Linked DNA regions of Xenopus laevis: region 2 is linked to region 1. A link is a contact called in public Hi-C data. All regions are on one chromosome and are shown on one strand. The core of a region is the stretch at or near the end of the contact, and the rest is flanking DNA. Distances in the headings are between cores, read along the strand shown. Region 1 holds the start of tuba1b.L (tubulin alpha chain). Region 2 overlaps LOC108708553 (putative nuclease HARBI1).

Evidence for each region. A called contact is a pair of places that touch in the nucleus more often than the background predicts.
Region 2: a contact with region 1 is called in a Hi-C map of the XL177 cell line, with 2.2 times the contacts expected there. The contact joins the enhancer-like site here to the promoter of tuba1b.L in region 1. A contact is called at or near these places in 2 of 4 Hi-C or Micro-C datasets (the XL177 cell line and the XTC cell line).

The regions. Positions count from the first base shown.
Region 1 is chr2L:143,202,392-143,206,288 of Xenopus_laevis_v10.1, forward strand. tuba1b.L (tubulin alpha chain) reads right to left here and starts at 2,295. Exons shown (of 4, transcript XM_018247375.2): 1 at 2,146-2,295; 2 at 223-445. The coding sequence starts at 2,148. It overlaps LOC108708552 (a long non-coding RNA gene), which reads right to left and starts at 2,137. Exons shown (of 2, transcript XR_005965506.1): 1 at 1,762-2,137; 2 at 601-1,717.
Region 2 is chr2L:143,248,702-143,252,598 of Xenopus_laevis_v10.1, forward strand. LOC108708553 (putative nuclease HARBI1) reads right to left here. Exons shown (of 7, transcript XM_018247377.2): 3 at 2,392-2,525. Among protein-coding and RNA genes, the nearest start is that of LOC108708553, 9.5 kb to the right of the region's middle. Within about 2 kb of position 2,175, at least 1 of the 7 cell types and tissues checked has an H3K27ac peak or open chromatin away from gene starts, as enhancers often do.

The sequences.
Region 1 (3,897 bases), core at 1,045-3,544:
AACATCAGTTCTAATCAGTACTTATTCAAGCAATGTATGACAATAAACAAAGATATTAGAAGCCACTTTGAGTTTCACGAATTGTATAAAAGCACTCAGCTGCCTTATTATAATCATGACTCCACAGTGACTTCTAAGTTATATTTTATAATTGCTAGTACAATATTCCATATAAACATGTACACATTCAATAAGGAAATGTGCAGCTTTGGTGGTTCTCACCAATGACAGTAGGTTCCAGGTCAACAAATACAGCCCTGGGGACATGCTTTCCTGCACCCGTTTCACTGAAAAAGGTGTTGAAGGAGTCGTCCCCTCCTCCAATGGTCTTGTCACTGGGCATCTGCCCATCAGGTTGGATGCCATGTTCCAGACAATAGAGTTCCCAGCAGGCATTACCGATCTGCACACCAGCCTGACCAACATGGATAGAGATGCACTCACGCTGTAAATAAAAAAAAAGTAATAAGCCATTACATACAAGAGGCCATTTATTTGTGATCTACTGGTAGATTCAGAGCCTACACGGTTTAAATCAAAACACTGGAGTCGCCGATTTGAGATATGGAAGTGCAAACACAATAGTCCTGCTCTTCCAACTGCCAGATTTCACATAACACAAGACAACAATGGCAGCTTACACACCCATTATCCATCAGCTGACACTACTTCCACGTTAGCAGGCAAAAGCCTACAAGCCGTTTCCACACCCACACGATCCTTGCGCTGTCGGCCGTACACCATGAAAGAGAAACATCTGCACAAGGCTTTCAGCTAAATCCTGATTATGTTGCAAAATCCTCCCCCACCCCAGCAATCGATTTCCACACCCAGCAGCTGCCGTCTAGCCTCTCGCATTATGAACTGCACATGCCTTCAGGCAGTCCATACATGAAAAAAAAATATATACATATGAAAAAAATCAGTTAGCTGCTAGGGTCTCAAAGTAGTATGGAAATTCCTTTGTGGCATGAGAATATATGAAACATTTGTTATAACAGCTGTCAAGCCCTAAAGAGGAGATGCTCATATACTAGGATACAGAAGCCACCTGTCTTTCGTGAATTAACCATTTATTATTTCTACTGGGCACATCTATCTACCCCATTCTCCACTGCTCATTTTAAGTTTACTATAAATACGCAATGACATAGGAGTCATCTTTGTGCCCGAGCTGTTGGGTTTGCTACGGTTACCAAACCTGAGGTAAGGATACGAATTAAACATATTATGGGCCTAAAGTTAATTGCACAGATCCTATTTAGGTCAGATGACCTTCATTTTTTTTTTTTTTTACAGTAGTCATAGCCCTCGCTCTTCTTCATCAAAGTCAAATCAGTAACGGCAGAGACAGTGCCACAAATCGCCTTTTTTTCGGGCGACTAATCTCCCCGAACTAGCTTCCCGTCGGCTAGAATATGCAACGCTGGCGGGACGGCACGCTGATCCCTACGTTTTCTGAAGTCGCCCGAAGTTCCCTCGTGAGGCAATTCGGAAAAACGAATTGTTCGAGTGCCGTCCCGCTGGCGATTTAGAATTAAGATTAGTCACAAGAAGAGGTGCTTTGTCGTCGGGCGACTATCTCCCGTGTGTCTATGGCAAGCTAAATTAAATCAAAGTCTGCCATTATCTCTCCAGCAATATGTTCCTCCTTTGTAGCTGCTCCCAGTGGCCTTAATTTCAGACTCGGGAATGGCCATTAAATCTACCTCAAAACCTTAATTTCAGACTCGGGAATGGCCATTAAATCTACCTCAAAACCTTCTATAGGAGAATGCGGCAGTTTGACTGAATGCAGACATTGTTATGGAGAACAATCACGACAAAGTGCAACTAGGGAGAGCCTATCCCTCAGAGAATCTATAGGGGTGTGGGTAAGGCGCGCGCTCTCTCTCCCACAAGCACAAAGCGCGCGCCGCTCTCCAGCGCGGGAAGACCCGTTACATCCGGGCTTCTCAATGACACTACCTCCAGACGACAATGTTGAAGCTAGGGCACGTGATCTCCCTGCCTAGAACAATTCCCTTCCACGTCGTCCCTGAAGTCGCCTCTTACCCAGCTGTTTTAACATCTCTAGTATAAGACGCGAACAAGCTTCTTTTTATCTAGGCCATTATTTAAAAATAAATAAATAAGGTTACTTACCATGGTTAAAAGTCGACGTTAACGGAGAGACAAATGTTAAAAAAAAATGAAATAAAATACGTTACTTTTTCCCACAGTGAAGAGTGGATGTAAGTAACAGAATGGGAAAGAATGGAGCGGACTGTGCGTTTTATCCTATGAGGGCGGTGACGCGCTGTCTATATTATGCTAATGAACTGCGGCTGCACGCTGATTGGCTGATGCGCCTCAGATACTCGTACGAACTGAGGAGGCGGGAGCGACTGGTCCTCTTCTTCTGCTTCTTCTTCTTCTTCTCCTTCTCCTCACCGACATTTATTAGCACAAAATGGCCGACCCATCCCTCACGGTTATTTTCAGCGTCTGTAATTCTTACTAATCCGTATTAAATCGGATTACAATATACGTGCAAGAGTTAGAAAACAACCGTGGTGTAAAGTATTTGAAAACGTATCCATGTAACCCAAAGCGGGAAAATACAGTGGGATGGCATGTATAATCGGTTATCGGCGGCATTCCAGCCGTTGTTAAATAGTTAATCCCAGCAATGGATACAGATCTGTGGGTCAAAATCTCGATGGCCAATATTTGAGTAATATTTGATAGTTGAGAGAAAGTGGGCGGCAGTGTTGCTTTGGGAAGTAGCGCACATAGGGGACAGGGAGGGCGGAGTCGGACATTCTCCTCAGACAGTGTTATCTGCTTGGCACTTGGTATCACTGCTGCTCGATGCTCTACATTCCACTCAGGGGGTGGACCGGAATCCGGCGCCTCAATTGTTTATAGATTAGAAAGGGAACTGAAAAACTTTGGGGTGTGCAGACCCTATAGCTGCTACTGACGAACTGACAGGGGGTTGCAGTGACGTCACCGTAGCTATAGTGTTAATAAAAAACGCGTTTGGCTTCTCTCCCTCACCCCTTGTGCTCACATGGTTCGTCTCTATGGAAATATAATCTGGAATTATGCGGCAAGGGAACTACATCTTGCAGATAGAAAATGCGGCACTTCTAAGAAGGACCTTGGCGCTGACCCAGTCTCACACCCACACACCCCACGTTAAAGCGCCTGCGCGAATGTGCGCCCCTTCTATGTGGATTAGTCCTTCCCACTGGGAAATACTGGGCGCTGCTTCGGTTTCTCAGTGATGTGTGGTGCGTGTATGTCACACGGCTCAGCTTCCAGTTGATTTCATGACTGAACCTTTAGCGTTTGAAACTGGCAGGGGGTGTAGTAGTTCATTAGCACTCGAGGGCTGCACATCATTCGGGTGTAACAATAGAGGCAGTGACGTAACTAGATATCACTGGGCCCCACAGCAAGTTATTTTTCAGGACCCCAAAATGTTTAGCAGTTGACTTTTTGTTTTACCAATATTTATTGAAACTGTATATGAATTAGGGCCTCATGGGGCCCCTATACCTCCTGGGCCCCCTGCAGCCACAGGGTCTGCCTCCTCTGTAGTTACTCCCCTTAATAGAGGAAGCATAGGGGGTAGCAGGGCAGCCATCAGGGCGGAGAGTTGTAGGGCCCCCCATGTTTGTGAGAGCTGCTGACTTCGGGAAGGCATGGACGTTTAAGGGGCCCTGGCCACCAATTTTCTTATAATGTGGGGGGGGGGCCCTGGCCACCAATTTTTTTTTCTCATCTGGGGTCCTAGCCACCAATATTTTTTAATGGGGGGCCCTGACCACAAATGTTTTTTTTATGGGGGGCCCTGACCACCAATATCTTTTTATTTTTTATTAACATGTGGGAACCCTAGCCACCAAT
Region 2 (3,897 bases), core at 925-3,424, 46 kb after region 1:
TCTAATGAAAGCCCAACCCCAAGTGTTGCCTACACAGAGCACACAAAGTCAGGTGGAGCTCCATTGTAAAAAAAATCTTTTTGGAGCTTCACCCATCACCACTATGTGGGTGTCTCCCACAGCTCCCTATGGGAAGTGGAGAAATAAAAGGGGCATTTTGTGCTTTATGTGCCATAGCCCTTACTTTCATTTAGTAAAGCTTTCAGACCCAATTGACTCAGGCAGGAAGTGATGTCACAACTAGCTAATATGGCAGCTGCTATCTTAAACAAACAAATAGAGCTTCTAGAGCGGTTTACTCTGGTATGGTAAAGCATTCTACAGAATAAATATAGTGTTATAGCTTGCATTATTGTGGCTATTGTGTATCTATTGGGAATAAACTGCTTCTGTAGCTTTCATTCTCCTTTAAACACGTAGGGCTTGTTCAGGCAATATTTGAAGGATGTGCACAGATATTAGATTTGATAGCAAGCACAATACAATAGAAACTAGGATTTCTGCTCCAAAAAGGAAATACAGGATAGAAATGAATAGGTATTTATATAAATTAAAGGAGGGCATCCCTAATCTATGCAATGCTTATTGTATCTTTATACCAGACATCCAAAATGGGTATGTGCAGGCATTTGGGGGATTAAAAATAAAATCGCTGAACTCATAAATCAATAGCAGGAGTCCAGAACATGTTTACTTGGGTATGACCAAAAGCAATCCCTTATGCCAGATCACAGTTTATAGAGTGTATTTCTTAATTTCAAAGGCAGAGTAATGTAAAACTAACATTTCCAAATAAAGGCAGGAGGGCTGATTTGGGTTTCTTTATGTGTTTTAGGCAAGGCGTGTTTACTCTATTATCAGGCAGTTAACCTGAACAGAAGCGGTTTAATCCAGTGCCAGGCCACACTAAAATGCAAAATGGTAGGTAACGGAGCAGGGAGGTTTCTTCAGGAAGATCACTTTCATTTGAATTAAGGAGAACACGATAAATATACAGACAGGGAACTTAACACAAGTGTTAACTGCCCTTTAAGTAACACAGCTGAAGCAATAATGTTAATACGTTAGTCCACCACTAGACTTTTTGTTTTGTTAAGGCCTATAAAAGTTAAGGCCATTATGGGAAAAAAAATAGCCTATAATGCTATTTTTACCCTTACCGCCATTTCCATATTTCATTAGAACAGATATTTTCAACCTATCGGATGGGGAGGGAGGTTATAATCCAATTTAATAATATGAATGCCTTCCTACCATACAAGACACATGTCAATTTGTCAGACTAACAGGTTTGAAAAAAAAATAAATATATGTTTAAAAAAAAATGAAACGAAGACACAATTAATCCTTAATGGAATCAAAACCAGCCTCTTGGGCTTATTTAATGTTCACATGATTTTCTAGTAGACTTAAGACACGAAGATCCAAATAATGGAAAAACCCCTTACCCGGAAACCCCCAGGTCCGGAGCATTCTGGATAACAGATCCATACCTATACCTGCAGATATCAGGAGCACCTTGTGGAAGCTTTAGGCATGTTCTTTTAAAGGGGAGTATATTAACTAAAAATATGAGTCTGCTATTACATGCAGATGCCACTGTTCATTGTAGTTTATTGATAGATATCACCACTCATATCTCTCCTAGCAACCGGGAAAATGCCAAAAACTATGATTTGTGCAGGTTTAGGCTGTGGAAGAAAACATCTATTTGGACAGGGTAACTGTTGAACGTGGCATCCCTCATATATGTCAGACCTCGCCTACTGATTAGTGAAAGAGTTAGTCTGTAGTATAAACTATAGCAATTTCTCAGCAGCAGAATTTATGGCAGAACTAACGTCTCCCCAGAAATGTAATCACTCCCTCCCCGAGGCTGGCAAATCCAAACAAAGAACCTAGTGGTTCCTCACAGTTAGTTCTCCATTGATTTCTTTCAGCTACGTGTGCATCGGACGCATGACATCATGGGGTCTCTTCTAAGGAACTGGCAGCCACAGAGGCAGAATAACCCCCCCCCCCCATCTCTTAGAAAGCACAAGCAGTAGGAAAAATTTACTTTTTTTTCAGCAAGTAACCTTTCAGCATTCCAGCTGCTCAGCCAGATCCAACTGCCTCTGTTTATGTATCCAGCTCTGAAAGCTACAATTCACACAGGGGCCCCATTCCAAGGGATTGAACCACTGTATTAAGTAAAGCTGTACTTTGTACAGACAAATGCTAACACTCTATAGAGTGTTATGTAAAGCGATAACAGTTTAACTCCTTCACTGCCCAGAGCTTTGCTTAGTACTTCTGTATAGTAAATGCCATAGGACCGATCAGTTATGGTCAAGTTCTAATTCTTTCATTCTCAATGCTCAAATGGACTAAATTAGCCTTTTTCATTACCTTTAATTTCAGGTGTGCACACCTGAATGGGTCTTCTTGTTTTGTGCTGAGACACTTGGACTGGCTGATTCTTCACAAACCGAATATAAACATAGGTACCGTATGTACAAAGGCTGAATTGGCTGAGCCTCCATCTATATTGGAGAAAGAAGAAACCATTTCAGATCAAGCCTTTTAAAATGGCAACATGCTCAGATATTGTTCATCAATCAGTTTCTGTGGAGCTTTCAATCTATGGTCACTGTCACACAACACACCTAGGGTAGATGCCTGGTAGGATGGACAGTATTTAATTCCAGAAAAGGAGGCAACCCTAAATACCCCAAAGTCAATTTTATCATACACCATAGAACCTGCATGTATGACTTTGGGGGTGGGAGAGATTGGGGTACCCTGAGGAAACCCCATGCAGAGATATAGCCTGTAGATTATACACAGGGTTTACTGGATTCAATGTCTTTAAATATTTTAAATACAATAAATATTTCAAATTGCCATATGTTATATGTATGCACATTTTTATTAGTATATCGCTCCTTGAGGGCAAAGCACTGTACATCAGAACAAATAAATAATAGAACAAATAGGGGGTCATTGCAATAATAAATACTAATAAGTACATTATTAAAATACAATTCACACATATATATATATATATATATATATATATATATATATATATATATATATATATATATATATATATATATATATATATATATATATATATATATATATATATATAGTTACACTACAGATTAAGGGGCACATTTACTTAGCTCGAGTGAAGGATTCGAATGAAAAAAACTTTGAATTTTGAAGTTTATTTTGGCAATCCAACCATCAAATTGGCTACTTCAACCGAACTAAAAATCGTTCGACTATTCGACCATTCGATAGTCAAAGTACTGTCTCTTTAAAAAAAAAAAAAAACTACCGATGTTAGCCTATGGGGAAGGTCCCCATAGGCTTTCTAGCACATTTCTGATCGAAGGAATTTCGTTCAGTCGATGGATTAAAATCGTTCAAATCGTTCAATTCGAAGGATTTAATTGTCCGATCGAACAGAGGTATATCCTTCAATATTCGACCAATAGTAAATGTGCCCCCAAGTGTTCAGTGTCAAGGAGACAAAAGGATAGCGTACCCTACCCTGTAGGGCTTACAGTCTAAATGGAAGGGTAACATACAGACACAATTGAGAGGGGTATTAAGTGCTGCAGATTACAGTGTGCAACATTGCTATATAAGTGTTAATACCCAGTTCAGGTGTTATGCAGGTGGCATGGTATGATATTTCTGTTATTTTCTGAAAACAAAGACTGTTATGAATGGTTGGGACCTGTGGTTGGATCACCATACTGCATTTAAAAAACAAAAAAAACCAATAGGATTGTTTTAAAGTCAATATATATTAATGCAGCTTAGTTAGGATAAAGTACAAAGTACTGTCTTATTATTACAGAGAAAAAGGAAATCATTTTTAAAACTTAGAATTATTTGCTT